Regions from separate parts of the Astyanax mexicanus genome. Here region 2 is linked to region 1. A link is a contact called in public Hi-C data. All regions are on one chromosome and are shown on one strand. The core of a region is the stretch at or near the end of the contact, and the rest is flanking DNA. Distances in the headings are between cores, read along the strand shown. Region 1 holds the start of adam10a (ADAM metallopeptidase domain 10a). Region 2 overlaps adam10a (ADAM metallopeptidase domain 10a).

Region 1 (2,700 bases), core at 162-2,661:
TTTTACACAGATTACAAACATAAAACCCTAAATTATCACAGTATCCTCTCTTATAGGCTGCGTTGCTGACAATTTTGTGCAAAATGATAGAGAAACAGTGTTTTCAAAGTCTTGTCAACAGGACTAACTTTACTGTGCTCTCTATGCAATAAAACACGCTGGTTTTCAGTGGTTCTCTAGTGATATTAACAGCAATATAAATAGAAAATGATAACAAAACCTAGTTTATTGCGCTACTGATAACATATCATCATACTGCCCAGCCCTACCACAGAATACACACCACAGAATTTGGCTTTCACTTTATTTTAAGACGTTTTAACCTACTTTAAGTCACTCATGTTAAAGGAAACACGTTCAGAAACATTGAGGTTAGATGTCTAACGTGTCACTAAATCCTTGTTAGAAAGTTTGAGGCTAATTTGCTAAGAAAAAAAGTGTTTAATGACTAAATGTGGCATTAAGCTAGCGTAAACTCTACATACTATTCTCCTCATTTTTACACAAATTACAAACATAAAACCCCAAATAATCACAGTATCCTCTCTCATAGGCTGCGTTGTTGACAATTTTGTGCAAATTGATAAAGAAACAGGGTTTTCAAAATGTTAGCAACAGGACTAACTTAACTGTGCTCTCTATACAATAAAACATGCTGGTTTTCAGTGGTTCTCTAGCGATATACATAGAAAATTATATCAAAACCTAGTTTATCACAATACTGATAACATTCATCATACTGCCCAGCCCTACCACAGAATACACACCACAGAATTTGGCTTTCACTTTATTTTAAGACGTTTTAATCCACTTTAAGTCACTCCTGTTAAAGGAAACACGTTCAGAAACATTGAAGTTAGATGTCAAACTTGTCAGTTAGAGAGTTTGTGGCTGATTTGCTAAGAACATAAAGCGTTTAATAACATACTGTGTCAAAAAGCTGGATATAAACTGAGTTAGGAGTTAGGCGGGTTTAGTTGACAGCTACAACAAAACAACAGATTATTCTCCTTTTTTTACCGAAATTACAAACATAAAACACCAAATTAGCACCGTACCCTCTCCTGTAGGCTGTGTAAAGTGTGTTTTTGTGTAAATTTGTAAATAAGCCGCGCTGTTTTGGAGGAAAGCTGAGATGTAAATGCACTTCCGCAGCAGCAGCGCTCAGAAACAGAAAGTCAGCCGGAGTCCGCGGCTGATTAACCGCAGAATATTAATCCGAATAGTCGGAATAACGCGAATAATCGCGGGTAAATGAAGACGGGACTCACCTGTGGTGTGTGTTAGGTAGTAGAGCAGCAGAAATAGTTTAATGAAGGCTGTGTGAGTTAAATCCATAGCGCTACTTCATCCGCCTCCCTCTCTCTCACCCAGTCACTCTCTGCTCAAGCCTTTACGGCAGCTGCTGCTGCTCTGCGGCACCAGATCCCGTCTCCAAGGGAGTGACGTAAAACGAGCTAACGTCAGAAAAGGGAGGGGTAGCCCCGCCCACTTCACACTAACAACACATTTACAGCTCTGGAAATAATAAGAGACCACTTAAAAAATTAAAATTACCAAATTAAAAACCTCTGAAATATAGTTAAGAGCAAGATGGATGATCACAACACAGCCATCAAACCAAACTGAACTGCTTGAATTTTTGCACCAGGAGCAAAGGCATGAAGTTATCCAAAAGCAGTGTGTAAGACTGGTGGAGGAGAACATGATGCCAAGATGTATGAAAACGGATTAAAAACCAGAGTTATTCGACCAAATATTGATTTCTGAACTCTTAAAACCTTTTAAATATAAACTTGTTTTCTTTGCATTATTTAAGGACTGAAAGCTCTACATCTTTTTTATGCCATTTCTTATTTTCTTATTTTCTATTTGGAAGATATTTTTTTTTTATTTGGGAGAAATGTTGTCCGTAGTTTATCGAATTAAACAACAATGTTTATTTTACTTAAACCTATACCTATAAATAGCAAAATCAGGGAAACTGATTCAGAAACTGAAAAAGCCTCTTCAGAGCTTTCCAAGTATCCTGAAGCTACAGCTCATCCCAAATCACCTCAAACCACCATCTCAGTTTATCAGGTTTAGATCAGGGGATTGTGGAAGGCAAACCGTTTTATACTGTTTACTACTTTATTCCATGAGTAAAATAAAAGGTAGGGTCACATGTAAGGTGACACTATGAAGTGGTGGTTGTTTTTAAAAAAAAAGTAATGCCTACAAAACTCTCAAAAATCTCATATACATAATAAACATAATCTGTGACCACAATTTTATGAATGAAACCATGACATTATATTTCTGGTTAAATTACATATTTTGTTGATTTTTCTTAATGTAAAACAAACTTAATTTAATACACAATTGATGCTAATTTGCTAAAGATTGCAGATTTTAAATAAATAAATTGTAGCATGATGTGGTTGTCAGTTAAGGCATGGCCAGAATTAATATTTTATTTGATCTCATGGTCAAAACAAAATTAATCTGTGGACACAATTACATAAATAAACCTTCAAATACAAATGTTACTTGCAGGATTTCTGGTCAAATTGCAGGTTTTGTTGATTTGTCTGAATGTAAGAAACTCTTTATGTTTAATTATGCTTAATATATTTTAAATGTACATATTTGAAAGAAATAAAATATACATGTACAAATGTACAGAGCCCCTAAAGTGACATGGCTACTTATACCTAC
Region 2 (2,700 bases), core at 195-2,694, 130 kb before region 1:
CATTTTAAAGTTTGAAGATCTAGAAAAAATAGTTTAAAGTATTTTTTTCAGTAATAAACTTCTTCTGCTTGCCTAACTTAGTGTAATCAACATATAATATGAAAATGGTTCATCTCACATATTTGCAACCACCCCCTGCAAAAACTAAAACTAAAACAAAATTGCAGTGATATATTTCAATGTTATGTAAAACTATTGTTTTATATGTTGGTCTTTCAAAACTAATAAAGTAGTGAAACACTAAAAAAAGTTTGAACATGTATTGTTTAATGAAAAATAAGTGAATTATCCTAATTGAATCATTACTTATTAGAGGTAAGAAACGTCATTGCACTAAAAATATTGATAGAATAATTAGTAAAGGAGTAAAAAATATTTACCCTGCTTGTAAGGACTTTTTTGTGTTTTAGATATCTTTTAAATAATTAAACATGCACCAGGTCAAAATGACCCTGGAACACCATTACTTTTCCTGACAAATGAACATAACAGGAGAGTTAAAAGAACACAAAATACGACCACATCCAGAATGACAAAATCAAGTGTGTGTAAAAGTGCATGTGTGTGTGTGTGTTAGTCCTCTACTATTCACTCTGAATTTCCTACAGAGCTGAAAGCTGAACTTTTGTCCTGAAATGTAGAAAAGCAAACACACCCACACCGTTATCTCCAACACTCCCTCTGCCTGCCATGTGTGTGTGTGTGTGTGTGTGTGTGTGAATGAATGCGTGTGTGTGGGATTGTGTGTTAATCATTTCCGTACAGATCTGCAGTTGACCGTGTGTATGACCGGTCTCCGGATAACCCCCTCTTCCTCTACCCTGACTGTGCCCTCATACCCACCCTGTCCTCACACGGGTCAGTACCAGCCGTCCTACTTCCCCTATTCCCTCCCACACACCACACACCGACCCTACACTATCCCACACACCATTTACACAGTAATTAGTATGATATTGTAACAATTAAGGTTCTTCTTTACATATTTAAAGCTGATGTCCGTAAGTTTTTATTTAGGGCCCACTCTGGTGAGAATGGGTAATTGCACAGAGCATGTGGAAGAATCATTTTAAACTGGGCGGGTGTGATGCGGTCTCCTTTCAGAGCGGATGAATCCGATTCCAGGTTATGTTCAGTCAGAGAGAGAGAGAGAGAGAGCGCTCAATCAGAAACTTCACTTTAACTACACACTGTTTTTACTATGAGTGAATGAGCTACTGAGCTCCGAGTTTCCTCTTCTGAAGTCTCCATTGCTCCACCAGCCGCACATGTGACGTAAGTACGCAAAGACACGTGATGTAGCCAGAGGAACTCCCGTGAAAAGCGACCCGACACCCCAGTTTTGAGAATGAATATATTATTAGGCTTAGCAGGGATGGTTGGTCCAGCACACTTGTACCATTAAACACAATATTTTGTCCCTTCTCCACTCAGAAATGCTTCTGTTTTTAGTTTAAAAACTAAGTTAATTAATTAATTAATATAAAATAATTCTAACTACCACTTTAAAGAATCAAACAAATGTAAGCACAACACGCTTTATAGCCAAATGCATTGAGGCACCTGCTCATGCACTTAGTTTCTTCTGAAATCAAGGTTTATCCTGATTTTGATAGATTAACTTTGATATCTTTACTGTCCAGAGAAAACTTTGTAACAGATTTTGAACTATTGCTGTGAGGGTCTGGTTGCATTCAAAAACCAAATAGATCTTTAGTCGGGTCAGAATGTTGGCTACTGATTACCAACCAACCACAACACCCCAACTCATCCCATCCAAAAGTATGGAGCTCCATCAGTCCAGAGAACACAGTTCCACTGCTCCACAGCTCAATACTGGGGGCTTTCTACCCCCGACATTAGTCAATTAAGAACCAAAAGGTCCATGTTTGTATTAAATTGTATATTCAGTACTTATCTACAGTGTTTAGATGAGCTGGTCATTTGTGTGTGCAATTGCACATGTGTGTCAGCAATGGGTGCAACTTAAAGTACCTGAATGCATTCATTAAAAGGGACGTCCACAAACATTTGGATATATACTATAGCTCAATTCTATTGTATCAAGTCAATTCCACTTCTACTTCTCTCTCTGCTTTATTAACTAGGTGGAGAGTGTGTGTGTGTGAGTGTGTGTGTGAGTGTGTGTGTGTGTGTGTGTGTGGTTGAGTAAGAGAGAGAAATTGCTTTTAGTGCTCTTCTCACTGCTATTTAAAAGAGCACAAGGGCTTTTACAGCTTCAAAGCAATTCTCTCACACCATTTCTCACTCAGAAGCTAAACTGTTGATTATGATGACAATACAGTGCACTATTAGAGGAATAATAACTCCAGTTTCCTGCCTGACTTCCACAAATGTGTAGCTAGAGACTGAAAATCAGCTCAGAGCTTATAATGAGTCTCAGCCACATCATATAAAACATAGTAGATCAGAATCAGGCACTGAGGTTTTGAATGCCACAGACAAATGAATCAAAATCATCTACAATTAATCATTTTCTTATTATATTACAGCTACAATGTCATTTCAAGCTCCTCAGGTCCAGTGAATAACCTGAAATGGTACAAAATGAGCGTACAGTGAGTGTATCGTATCGTAGGTGCACCATATTATAATTTGTATTATGCGACACTAGTAAGGAAAAGAGGTGTAGCCATGTTTTCCTTCTAATTCAGCAGGTCTCGCCGCTGGGTGGTGGTG

The links. Hi-C and Micro-C count contacts between places; a contact is called where the count stands out from the background.
Region 2: a contact with region 1 is called in a Hi-C map of muscle, with 13 times the contacts expected there. The contact joins the enhancer-like site here to the promoter of adam10a in region 1. A contact is called at or near these places in 3 of 3 Hi-C or Micro-C datasets (blood and muscle).

The regions. Positions count from the first base shown.
Region 1 is chr23:31,191,444-31,194,143 of AstMex3_surface, reverse strand. adam10a (ADAM metallopeptidase domain 10a) reads right to left here and starts at 1,411. Exons shown (of 16, transcript XM_049471154.1): 1 at 1,272-1,411. The coding sequence starts at 1,338.
Region 2 is chr23:31,318,140-31,320,839 of AstMex3_surface, reverse strand. The region is part of intron 4 of adam10a (ADAM metallopeptidase domain 10a); the gene reads right to left. Among protein-coding and RNA genes, the nearest start is that of LOC111190381, 42 kb to the left of the region's middle. Within about 2 kb of position 1,444, the one cell type or tissue checked has an H3K27ac peak away from gene starts, as active enhancers do.